3 separate regions of the Drosophila melanogaster genome follow, and regions 1 and 2 are each linked to region 3. The links are chromatin contacts, called in public Hi-C maps. All regions are on one chromosome and are shown on one strand. The core of a region is the stretch at or near the end of the contact, and the rest is flanking DNA. Distances in the headings are between cores, read along the strand shown.

Region 1 (4,306 bases), core at 1,022-3,521, 190 kb after region 3:
GGGTTTTTCTCCTATGTTTTTTTTTGTTAATCGGACTCCGTTTGCTCCACAAATGCATTTTAGATGTTTGCCCACTGGGACGACGGCTTTCCGTTGAGGGCGACAAGATTTACATAAATAAGTGCGCACCAAAAGCGGGATAAGAAATCGTTGATTTTCCCCTATCGACACACTCACATATTTATACACCATCGAGGTTTCTTTTTTCATTTTGGGCGTTTGATTGCCTTTTTTGGGTGCCCATTTAGACAAACCGCAACGAATTTTCTCACTTTTATCGCATTTTAATTAAAAGCTGCCGAAGGTTTGATTTGAGCCAAAGCAAAACTGGATTGAAAGAAATATATTTTAACGGAGCCAAAGAATTGGGAAAAAGTGGAATCATATCTGAGATATTTATGAACACATAAATATGTCTAATTATTTGGATAGAGGCGCGGATTTGGTATATGTTTAATATTAATAGAAAATTAGTCGAAAAACGAAACGAAACCAGAACGCTGTGTTCGTATTAAATAAGCAATGTTGTGTTTTTATATCTTGCATACTTATTTAAATATTCTGAAAATTTTAATAAAACTTTTAAGCTACAGTAGGAATTATATTCATTAAGAAGTAACCGTTTTCCTTTGATAAAATATACCTATAATCATAATTCATAATAATTTGCTCGAATCGATAGTTCAACACATCTAAGATCTTTTCTGAGATGTAAATAATGTGCTAACACTTCGAGAAATAGACATTCAAAATGAAGTCTACATGGAAGTGCTTCTCGAATTTCGGCTATAAGCCCCTCAACTTAGCCGACTTAAGCATCCGGTGACAGCTTGTTAGCCCGTTCTTAATCATTGCCCACTGGCCCGTTGACCATTTAGCTCTCAACGACTTCCGTTACGCTTGAAAGGAATTCTTATTTATTTGTTTTCATTTCCCCCTCCGTTGCCAACATTTTATTTTACCATTTTGCGCTTGCTTTGTCAGCGATTTCAAAGAGATGATTATCTAAGAGCTTTCTGCCTGTCGGCGGCTTTGTCTCGTCGACTACAGACGACTAAATATATATATCTGGATCCCGACTTTTGTTGTTGCCCAACATCAATATCTCAGCGTCGATCGCCTTTCATATTTGTCACACATTTTCGAACTGGAAAACTGGTTCCTCCTCATGCATGACATTCGTTGTCTGTGGGTCACTTCATTGTGAAAACACTGCTGCATTTTAGTGCACTTGCCGATGGGCGGCTGTCTCTTTCCTTCGGGATCTGCCCTCTCTGTCATCTTCACTTGCACATTTCGATGTGACAGCTTTTTACCCAAGCGTTTTTTAATAGCCTCGTTTTCGCCTCATCATGTGGCTAATGACCAACAGCTGACCGCATAGTAGCGCAAATGTTTCAAGGTTGCTTACGTTTAGATAACGGTGCCAAGTCCGGTCTTATAAGTTCAGCGTGAGAACAAACATAGAAAAGTTTGATTTATGGGATCAGCAGATCATTCGAAACCAATTTGAGCTCGCTTCCACGGTAATCATCAAAAATGTGCAAACATAATTAAACAAATTCGTAGAATATCTAAGCTGATCACCTAGAAATTTGGTTAACCCCAAAGTATATTTAAGTAATCATTTCAATGGCTTGGATAAACTTTTGTTGAGAAGGCCTCACTAGAATGGGAATGCTTTATTCTCAACTTTCTGGATTCTATAGTTTATGGATAAGTCGATGTTCATATTCATTCAGTATTCATTCAGATAAGGATATCGTGAATATAATATAGAAAAGATGGTACGTAGAAAAAACGTGCATATTAGAGGTCTTTTAATATAACCGATTTTATATGTAGTATTCAATATACTGTTTTGGAGGCCCTAATATCTAAATTATTTTACTAATTGGGAGTCGGTTTTCGGGATTACCAATTGGCCACTTCCACTCCTGACACCTTCAAATATCGTTTTCTTTCAAGTATATTCGTCATAATAACCTACAGAGTTCCCTAATATTTTTTCTAGTGTATATGCAAAAGCCGGGTGTTCATTCAAAACATAAACAAAAGCATTCATTTTACCGGCACCACGGATGAACTCGCTCCCGTCAGCGCTCCCCTTCTTTCTTCGTCCATCCATCTCTTTCTGTCTCGCGATGGAGCGCACAAAACAAGAATAACAACCTAGACGCTCTTCCGAGGCAGAAGATACGAGCAGAGCGGATCAGCATCGGATCATTTGTTTTTATTCCTCGCTTTTCAGTTCGATTTGAACACGCGAGCGGGAAGCTTCGGTGAAGACGGAAAAGCGGTCGGAAAAGCTGCTTTTATTGGCGGGAGAGCGCGTGAAAAGTGCATGCTGTTTAAAAAAAATAATAGTGTGTTGACGAAGGAGTTAAACAAAGAAGGTGCGGAAAATTGAGGAACGGTCGCGGATGTACACAAAATGTGGGCATAAATTGGGGTTGCGGAGTGAGAAGGAAAGCCAAATATAACTTGTTACTTACATAAATACACATAAAATTAAATATACATAAAATTAAAATTAATATAATTATTAAAGTGTTAGTTTTGCATTTTTAAGAATTTCAACATATGTTTGTATAGTACTTTCTTTATTAGATGAATAATAAAATTAATCTTAAGCATTATTCCCGGTGTGTTTGCGCCGTTTGCTTACGTTAAAGTTTCCCCATTTTCGATTGCCTTTAAATCTATTTTTGGAGCGCAGTGCGTTTTCCTTTTCATTTTGGAGCCCCAATCCCGTTACCGTACATTTGCATCTCTCCCTAGCATTTCCGTTGCGTGTGCAAAAATCGACAGAGGAAAACAAGAGCAGCAGAATGCTAAAGTGCAGTGATGTGAGAAAATAGAGAAGGAAAAAAAATATTGTATATTTTTAAATATTCGCCCTCAAGGCGGGCCCATGCAATACATACAACCGAAAATAATAAGAACTGAAATAAGACCAGCCCTTTGGAGATTTGCCCCCTGCTAAAAGTGCGTTGCATGTGTTTCTAATAATGAAGTGTTTATTTTGGGCGCCCGCAAGTGAAATGCATTTGAATGCCACAGCGATTGAGCAGCGACTCGAAATCAAGAGATAAATAAAATTCGGAAATTCGAAGTGTTTGTATATTCGTTGTGCTTTTTTATAGCCGCCTTCAATTTTTTGGATTGGATTATTTCCCTTGGCGGTAAGCATTCCATCAGATATCTTCAATACCGGCAAACAAATTGTGATTTATGCATTTGTTGTGAAATATTTTCGCCGCCTGTGCAATCTTCTCGGTTGCTCGTCGGCGTAAAAGTATCTTTTATTTAATGGCTACAATCTCCCAGTTTTCGTCTTCTTTTTCTGTACTTTCGAAGATTTTATCTTCTTTGATGTAATTTCAGTAATTTGGCTTAATGTTTTAACAGTTCGTTTCAAGTCAAATGGCTACAGGCTACTCTTGCAGATACTTTTACTATATTTCTGGTGTGCTATCCAGATTAAATGGGATGGAATGCAGATGTGATAGACTTATTTTGAAATATAGTGTTATATTTTGTGGGCTTAAGGCATATTAATATTAACTCATCATTTACATTTTCCATTTCTGTTAATAAATTTAAATAATGTGTTAGATTATATTTGTTTTTTGCTGTCAGCATTTCTGTCACTTTTCCGTATTCATCACTTTAATTCAAATCTTTTTGTCACACACATCTACAATTTCTTTTGCTCGAAAAAGAAACTTTATCCGTGAAACAAAATCTCCAACTTGATGCATTCCTTAGCTTAGTAGCTATTTTTCTTTTGACAGTCACTGGAATGTCAACTTCTGGCCACGTTCAACCAGAGACAATAACAAACAACGCCTTGGAGGGAAACTTTTTAACAAGGCCCACAAATCATATTAGACATCAGCGCCAGCAGCATAACAGTAAAACTAGGCTCTGCCACGCCCCCACGCCCCTACGCCCACCGCCTTGGAGAAGGGTAAAGTGCATAGGGACAAGCCGAAACCCCAGCAAATATTTTGCACACATAAATCTGACTTATGGCACCCACTTGCACACACACACACTCAGTGCGTGGGAGGCAGCTCGAAAGGGGCGTGGCAAGGCCCCTTAGCTACACGGAAAACAATACGAAACACCTACGCAATATGATATATATGTATGAAATCAAATAACATCAAGGTGCTAAATGTACTAAAAATATTAGGGTTATGATGAATGCCTGAAACTCAAACTATCTAAAGCTCAATTTCTTAATTGTTCTTTTAGATACATATTCAAATAATATTTTATTATATTATTTCATAATTTT
Region 2 (4,390 bases), core at 1,781-4,280, 170 kb before region 3:
GCAAGTGCAAGTGCCGCGACGCCATCCGAGGATTAAGGGATATGCTGCCGAGCAGCAGCAGTTCCGTGAGCAATAAAAAGGATGCCGCTGCGGTGGTGGCGATGGTTCCGAGGAAATCCCGGACAGCTGACCGCCGCTCCACACCGCCCACGCTGGGCACATCGAGTGGTGGCTCACAGCGCCGGATGCAGAGCCAAAGGATACGAAATTCCGTCGCCGTTCCGGACGCCAGCCATCACCATCATCAGCTCATCATTCGGATCACATCGCCGGGCTTCGTGGTCGAGTCGCCCAATGGCGGCCGCGTAACTGTGGTCACCGAGCCCGCCCCCCAGTCGCCCCAGACTCCGCCCCGGCCACGTCCCCTGGCCACGGTCGCCCCCGCCGGAGGGGCTGGCCATGCCGGAATCGGAGCCGCCCGCAACATGACCGTGCACTCGCAAATCGACTTCATGCACTGCCTGGTTCCCGATCTCGAGAAGATCACGAACAGCAGCTTCTACTGGGGCAAGATGGACCGCTACGAGGCGGAGCACCTGCTCGAGGGCAAGCCGGAGGGCACGTTCCTGCTGCGCGACTCCGCCCAGGAGGAGTTCCTCTTCTCGGTCACATTCCGGAAGTACGGCAGGTCACTGCACGCTCGCATCGAGCAGAGCGGTCACAAGTTCAGGTGAGCACTAGTCCTTATCTCAACGGATTTCTCGGAATCCGCAGCTGACATGCATGGGCGAGTCATTGAAATATGATAGACAATTCCTGGTAATTCCGATTAAATTATATTGATGAGTCGTCGCTGCCTGTAATGAGTTCATTTTATCGCAACAATGTTAGACTTGAAGACAGCACTTGTTGAAAATCCAACATTTGTTCATTTAAACTTTTTAAATATTTCAAAACTCGAAATTCCACAGCACCTTGAAATCCAAACTGGTGACTAACGATATCCATTCTTCTACAGCTTCGACTGCCACGATCCGTGTGTGTTCACGGCGCCCACGGTGACAGGACTTTTGGAGCACTACAAGGACCCCGCCTGCGTGATGTTCTTCGAGCCCTGCCTGACGATACCCCTGCACAGAAGGCAGACCTTCTCCCTGCAGCAGCTCTCCCGGGCGACCATTGTGTCCAACACCAGCTACGACGGGATCAACCAGATGGAGCTGCCCGGTCGGCTGAAGAGCTACCTTAAGGAGTATCACTACAAGCAGAAGCTGCGCGTCAAGCCCATCGACCAGAACACCCCGATGCCGTACTACGGCAATGTATAGCGGGAGGAGCAGCAGGTGGGCTTCACCTACTACGAGGACGTGGAGAGCGGCAGCGAGGTGGACGAGGACGACGACGAGGGGGTCAACATACGGGTCTCCTACGTTCAGCACGCCGAGGTGGTGGCCCAGCTGCAGCAGGTCACCACGGCGTCGGGCCCATCGGCTCCGTCCTCATCCAGATCGTCCAATCTTCAGGAGCACCTCAGCAGGCTGCCCAACCGCATGGCAGCCGCCTTTGGTCGGATGTCGGCCAATCTGAATTGCTACCAGAAGACTGTCGCCACGCCGGAGCGTCACTCCAACTCCTCCTGAGGATCAGGACGTGGACGGAGGGGCAAACAGAACCCAGAAACCAAAACTCAAACTGAGACAATCCCAGTGCAGCGTGTGCCGCCACCATAAGTTAAAAGATCAAACGCGAAGCCACATAACAAAATCGCTAGCTCGCTACTACAAGACTGTCATGGATCAAAAACCAAATGTTCACCATATATATCTCACCTATTGGAATGCAGCTCGGACGGATTTTTGAGTTGTGGCACTCTTGAAAGCGAGCTGGTAGAATGTAGAATCGAAATCGCAGTTAGCTAATTGTACTATAAACTAAGTATTATTATCTAAAGCAACCCTCTCTCCTACACACATAAGTATTGCAAAAAGAAGGGCCAATCGAGCTTTTCGTAATCGCTGGTATTCTTGTAATATTTCATTGTATTTATTTGAAGTATGGAATCTAAATGATGTGTTACTGTTACGTGTAAATACGAGATACGAATGCAGCTTAGTTAGTGTAAAACTCTCTCATTAGCCAAATTTCCAAATGTAATTTTCGCCTATTTATGAATATACTTTATTTATTTATTCGAAGTGATTTCGTTCGCAAGCGAGTGCTTTGTTTAAAAAGAAAAAACCCGTCAGTTGTACACGTGTAGAGCATTTGTAAATACTACCGATTTTCGCATTAAGCTGTAGCTATATTAATATAATGAATTATAAATCATGTATTCCTACCTAGGTGGTTGCTGTTATTCGTAAACATTCAATAAGCAGTTGTTTCCAATACCTATTTAATGTATTTTACATATCTCACATGTTGATGAGCATGCGTATCAATATTCAAAAACAAAATCGAAAAAAGAGTCAAACAAATAAAGTTGATCAAGATATTAGAAAAAATCTCAAAGTGTGTTTTGAATCAGAAGTGTGGAATCATAATCAACCCAAATGATTGATGTATTTTAATATCTTTAACAAATGAATGTTTAACTCATTCGTTATTTTCATTATAAAGTCGTGAATTCTTTATAAAATGAGAGTAATCAACTAAAATCTATAGATTTCTATTTATTTTATTTTATATCTATAAAATATCTATAGATATTCTATCAAGATTATGCTGAACTAAACCTTTTTTACTTTCTTTTATGGAATTCGAATATGCAATCTTAATGAATTCTGTGTCGCATATTTGTAATCTTTTTGCAATTTTATTTATATATTTTTATAAGATGAATTAGGTATGCTTTTTTTAAGTTTAGGTAAATGTGGAATATTAGTTTGTATATCAATTTAAAAATCACACTTTTTGAAACGTACGTATAAATAAAAATTAAAGGGGAGAGGTCATATTTAAGATGTAATTCAAGTGAATTACAAAAATTCAAAAATTAAATGACTTTATCATTAATTTTATAGTTGGAAACAAAGCCAGCTCAGTGAGAACTGGTTGAAAATGCCTATCGGACTATCGATGAGTATTCATCGCTAGTGGTAACTTGCGACCAACCCGAGGCTGGTCACACTGCTCTGGTCGCGTCCAAAAAGTGTACAATTTTTCACCACCTCGGTTTGTTTTTTCGGACCAGGCGAGGCACCTTCGATTCGCTGCGACTTCCGTTTCCGATCCGTTTCGGATGATAGCTCTGAGTGCGCTGCTAACCAAATATACGATCGGTATTATGAGCAACCTAAGCAATGGCAACAGCAACAACAACAACCAGCAGCAGCAGCAACAACAACAGGGTCAGAACCCACAACAACCAGCACAGAATGAAGGCGGAGCGGGAGCGGAGTTCGTGGCGCCACCGCCCGGACTAGGTGCCGCAGTGGGCGTGGCAGCCATGCAGCAGCGCAACCGCCTGCTGCAGCAGCAACAGCAGCAGCACCACCACCATCAGAATCCCGCCGCCGAGGGAAGTGGCCTGGAGCGGGGCAGCTGCCTTCTGCGCTACGCCAGCCAGAACTCCCTGGACGAGAGCTCCCAGAAGCACGTCCAGCGGCCAAATGGCAAGGAGCGCGGCACTGTGGGGCAGTACAGCAATGAACAGCATACGGCGCGCTCCTTCGACGCCATGAACGAGATGAGAAAGTAAGGATGGCACGAGATCCTGTCGAAGGATCAGTTCGTACGACTATAAAATTTGGTTAAGTCCTTAAGCATCATAAAGAAGTAGCCAGGGTTTCTAAAGACCTTAAGGCAGTATATTTAGATCCACAAATAGTATTATATCCTAATTCCTACCTGTGAGAGGTTTTAAAAACCTTAGGTAGAACATTGGTTATTTTGTACCTGCCCTGGAGAATAGAACACACAGCACCCACATAGGACTTTTAATGATATGCAGAATTAGATCTATGTGATTTTATAGCCTGATTATGTAAATAAGCACACCTACAACGGTTCGAAAAATGTTTCAAATGTCATTTGTTTGCTCAACAGCAAACCAGCTGAACGTTCGTTCAGGTTCTAAAAAGGTGTCAGCTATTTCCCAGTTACTATTTCCTTGACAAAACAAGCTGATCTGAGTTTCTACCACTAAAACTTTCAGTTGTTAAATATGACGACCTACCTCAACTTAATATAAATAGAACTGTGCTAACTACACTCTATTATAAACTCATCTCCTCTGTTCCCGGACAAAGGCGCATGATTCAATCCCTGCGTGTTCGACGGGAACAGGTGGACCGACTGGCTCTCGAGCTTTGAGATTTGGGCCAAGATGCGAAAATAAAATCTCTGAAAATGTCAGATGATCGTCTCTCGCATATTTGCGCAGTTCGCTTTGTTTATCTGGCCGTTGCTAATATTTGTGTTTGCACACTACATATGTATAAACGAATAT
Region 3 (4,699 bases), core at 828-3,327:
AGGGATTTTCCGAAGCTGCCATTTATAAATGCCTTAAAGTACGTTATGAGCAGCCTAAGGGACTAAAGCAGATTGTGATGCGTTTGCTCCAGAACTTCGCTGCTGAACAGGATCAAAAGCTTAAAAACCAACCAAAGAGCCTCAAGATGAGACTGGTTTATTTTGTCCTAACAGCTGTGCTTCAACAAAGGCGACAGTTTATACCACAAGGTTGGTCAAAATACTATGAATTCGGTGAGGCAGATCTAAAAGCGGCTCTGGGTATCCTAAGAATGATGGATCAGCAACTTAATTCAGGAAAATGCGATTGGTTGCTGATGCAACGTCTCAGTGAAGCCCTCGCTTATGGCGGAAGAGTAAATAATCAGAGGGATCTGGAGATACTCACAACCTATCTGAACCAGTTTTGTTCAGCGGACGTCTTAAGCAATCGTTGGTCACCTCTTGGATTATCTCTATCCATACCAACTAGCGGTCAACTGCAGGACTACTACGCTGCATTGGAGAAACTTCCTGACACAGATGAGCCCAGTATGTATGGTTTGGCCAATCAGGCACAACAGCAACGCGAAATTGAACAGGCCAAAAGAGTGATAAAGGAACTCAGGGGATTGCATTACGGAAGAGGCTTGGCTAAGGATTCTGGAGGAGCAGGAGAGTCTAAGGGAAACGATCAGCTCACTGGTCGTCAGAAGCTGGAACAGCAAATTAAACCCCTACTGAATCTATGGAGAAAGTTGGCGGCTTCGTGTACCATAATCCAGACTATGAAGGAGGCAAAAACTGATGTGGGTGAATCTCCCTGGGCACTTTTTGTGCTGGCTGAACTGAAACTAGGGGCGGATCTCTACGGCATAGTTCACCAGACTTTGTCGCAGATGCATGCCTGGCTTAAGGAGTCGCAGGAGGTGGATGGCAGCACTCTGAGAACTCTGGCAGAACAGCAGGTAAGAAACTGGGGTACAGTAACGTAACTTGAAAATGCATAATAAACTGAAATTCATAGATTCCTGCCAGTTGGCTTAAACTATGGCCTGGACCTGGCAGCAACAGTGCCGTGGACTTTTTAAGAGCCCTAATCGTTCGAGCCCAGGCTGCCGAACTTCGATTCCGGGAGCAAATGCATCTGGATTTTGTAGAGGATATCAATTTCGTCCAGGTGTTTAACTGTGAGAACCTGTTGTCCTGTTTAAAGCTGCTGCAGTCTCGAAAACTGGCAGTTTCCACCGAACGCCTGGAGTTGCAAACTTGCGGCTCCTCAAACTTGGAAAGTGATTCTTCGGACATAATACTCAAGCTGGCGCCGCTAAAGGTGAGTAAGAATTAGTATCTTTAACCGATAATGTTTTGACATCAAGTTGTGAAATCAAATTCAGCAAGCCACTTACTCATGATTCAAGGGGTTATGTCTTCTATGTCTTCTTCTTTAGCGACTAAGAATATATTTCGAAGCCATAAAAGGAAATTTAACTAATCGCAGGATAATCAGCCAAGAAATTGCCATAACTATAATATTCGCGGTAGATGGCGCATTGGTTAAGTTGGGGATAACCATTAAATATCATAAGCCCTCGAGAAGCGTTACAGTAAATACAATAAACATTGAGAAATAATTTTGGGATACATTTTGCCAGGTTGCTATATCAGATACAATTGGATGCACACGTAGTAGTAGTAACAGTAACAATACTCTGTTACGGATTACCTGGATAGTAGATATGCATACATCCATAGTCCAAATTGATTCCCCCAATCCAAAATCCCAAAAGATACTTATTTATCTTTTGGGACGAAGACTGATGACATCTTCTCTCCCTCTTGCCCGTTTGCTTCTTGTCTTTGTTCCTCACCTTCCCCATTTTGGCCATAAAATGTGTCTCCATCGCCGTCTCCATTCTGGCCGTTTCCATAGCTTCCGTATCCGTAATCCTGCGCCTCCTGTTTTCGGTGCGCCGCCGCCGTTCAATGCATCGAAATTAAGCTTGAAATGTGCACTGGATGCCCGTTCTTTTCAGTTTTCTCACGCCGCTTTTTTTGTTTTCATTTGATTGACATTCCGGTACAAGAGGGGGAATTAGAGATGGCACCTTGTCCGATGCCTATCGATAAGCAGTTCTGAGCACAAACTTACATTTTACTTTCCCTTCTCGTTTGTATATCTACGTATTCGATGCCAATCGATAATCGGTTTGGAAGCTGACTATGGGGAGTGCATCCGCTATGCCCTGATGGGTGTACCTGCTAGAACTAACACTGTAAAAAAACAAATAACTATTTTTTTGTATATACATTTTAGGACTTGGAGAATAAACTTTGCAAATCATCTACCCGCTTTTCGCCTTTTTTTTTGTTTTTAGCAATTGTGAATATATGTAATGTGGAATATATCTAAGTATTTCATTAGTAACTAAACTTGGCACTATTCATTTTCCATTACAGATTGATGGCGCCCAGAGTGGAATGGGAAAATCGAACCCCTTCTACATCAAGTACAAAATAAAAGACGAAGTACAAAATGTCAGTCATACGACTACTAGTTCCTCAAAATACGGCAAAAATTCGCTATATTCCACGCAAAATGCTGAATCGAAGCCCAAACTCCCATTATATTCTCGGAGCAGTCGCGACAAATTGATTTGCCACCTAAATGTTGATATTGTGACCGGAACTGCGGAACAAATTCTCTTGGCCGGAACAGCGCTAATAGTCGAAGATTATTAAACACCACTCAATATTATTTTATACCAATATATTTCAAATATATATGTAGAGAAGCGAAGAATGTGTTGGACTGACACTTGAATAGCAATTCACCTTCGCAAATATTAAATAAAAACCAAACGAAACTCTTTTAACATTAGTTTCCTACCCTTGACACGCTGTCATTTGGGTCCCAACTAATTCTAAGTAAATATTTAAACAACTAACAATTAGGCAGCCAAAGGCAAACATAAAAATGGGCCATTAAACATTTAAGGCGAGGACTTAGACTCTGAAGAGCTAATTGATTTCCATATGTCTCAGTGTCTGTGTTTATTCGGGGATGCCCCTAAAAATTAATTTGCCACCGCCGAAGGGATTTTATTGCGTCCTGTGTCCCTCATAATCTGCTCATATTAAACTAATTGCCGTAAATTTCAACAACAAACTGCCATAAATGTCGGGCATACTTTTAGTTGCCAAGACATCCCCGACATCCCCCAGGCCCAAAACCATTTTACCGTCAAAAACTTGTCTTAACTTTAATTAAGTGGCATTATGTTCAATTAGGCAAAAGTTTCCAATATGCAAATTAACACAATTTGAGTGTAAAGTGCCTCCCGGTACCGAGAAGGGGGCGTGGCAGCCGGCTTCTGTGGCATATAAATTGCCCTCCGCACAAATCACAGTGCCTCGTATCGGTGGGCGTGGCAGTTTGTTAACACATTTTGCAAATTTAGCTATGCAGACTTCTCAGATTTTGTTGTACGCCTTTCCCAACTTGTTGTGCTGTCGGCTATTGAGAATAAATAATTTATTACGCTTCAAATGGAAATTTAGTTGCGGATTAAGGAATTAGGCAGCGCGATAAGGCTGAAAAGGTAATTGAGTAAGGATATAAAGTGAATGTGTATATCAAAAGATACATAAACTCCGCTCCGAACTTCAAATCCAATTAGCTACAAGGAAGAACAGTTTAAAGACCTCCTTCTTATGCATTTAGGCTACATAAAGATCAATTTCCAAAATATTCCCAAGCCGCAACCACATTAATGAGGCCCTTAAACTATTTCACCCGCCGCAATGCTGGATTACCAACTTAACCAAATAGTTCATCGCATTTAATGTTAAAAGCTTGTGGTTTTGGTTGATTCCAATTCGCATTGAATAATCCCCACAAAGTTGCAGCTTAATTATGTGCCCGCCCCAAAATCCCCAAAAACTTGCATTGCCGATTAAATTTTGAATGTCTAATTTGCAGTTGATGGGCAGGCGAATCCGTACTTTACACTCAAATGCACAAATTGATATCCTCCTTTGGCTTCTTCAGTGTTTAGTGTTTGACAAATGTCGGGGCCAAGCGGCCACATCCTTGTAATCCTTGCCAGCCTACAAGCAACGGCGTCGCCATCTAATTGCAGCCGCCTTCAATGAGCTGGGATTAGAAATTAATTAAAGTATAAGGCTAATGTGACATCTGCATGTGTTTGCCGCCCATTTCCTGGTACATACACACGAATATGTCCCCACATCTGCCATAAATGTAAGCCCACCAAATGTGATTAATCAGTTTGCACTCATGCCGCACTTTTGACTTTGCAGCTGGGCTTTGCCCTTTGTCAGTGAGTCTTCTTTGACTTTGGCTCCTCTTCCGGACCCGGGATGCCATTTAAATGGCAATTCCCCTTTACCATTCACTTGAATACCACTTACTCCATTTATTGGGTGCTCCTTTGAGGAGCTTACTTGATTTTATGACTATTTGGAAACAAAACTGGTCAATGAGACAGAAATGGAAATTATAAGAAGTAGTATGCTATTTTTGAATACATGTATTGATAAATCTGTTGGTTTTGGTACATTTTGCATGTGTCCAGATTTTATTTGGTTGTACCTCTTTCACAGATAAAATAAAGTCTAAGCTGTTTCTCTCACTTTTCTTTTAGTTTTTTAGTTTCGCAATATAAAGGCGTGCAAAAGTAATATTATTAAAATGTTA

What was found. A called contact is a pair of places that touch in the nucleus more often than the background predicts.
Region 1: a Hi-C map of the Kc167 cell line shows a contact between it and region 3, with 4 times the contacts expected there. The contact joins the promoter of CadN here to the promoter of CG5674 in region 3. A contact is called at or near these places in 8 of 107 Hi-C or Micro-C datasets (the Kc167 cell line, the S2 cell line, cellular blastoderm embryo and 1 more) and 1 of 6 datasets of contacts at active chromatin or transcription factors (the Kc167 cell line).
Region 2: a Hi-C map of the S2 cell line shows a contact between it and region 3, with 2.3 times the contacts expected there. The contact joins the promoter of kel here to the promoter of CG5674 in region 3. A contact is called at or near these places in 30 of 107 Hi-C or Micro-C datasets (the D17-c3 cell line, the Kc167 cell line, the ML-DmBG3-c2 cell line and 12 more) and 4 of 6 datasets of contacts at active chromatin or transcription factors (the Kc167 cell line and the S2 cell line).

Annotation. Positions count from the first base shown.
Region 1 is chr2L:17,776,305-17,780,610 of dm6, reverse strand. CadN (Cadherin-N) reads left to right here and starts at 2,271. Exons shown (of 24, transcript NM_165227.3): 1 at 2,271-2,396; 2 at 2,812-3,185.
Region 2 is chr2L:18,136,723-18,141,112 of dm6, reverse strand. It overlaps kel (kelch), which reads left to right and starts at 3,030. Exons shown (of 6, transcript NM_165242.2): 1 at 3,030-3,636. The coding sequence starts at 3,182. It overlaps Socs36E (Suppressor of cytokine signaling at 36E), which reads left to right. Exons shown (of 4, transcript NM_165243.3): 3 at 1-670; 4 at 959-2,438. The coding sequence ends at 1,268.
Region 3 is chr2L:17,960,757-17,965,455 of dm6, reverse strand. It overlaps CG5674, which reads right to left and starts at 2,077. Exons shown (of 2, transcript NM_165233.3): 1 at 1,851-2,077. The coding sequence starts at 1,910. btv (beethoven) reads left to right here. Exons shown (of 25, transcript NM_001042904.4): 23 at 1-947; 24 at 1,007-1,312; 25 at 2,440-2,831. The coding sequence ends at 2,721.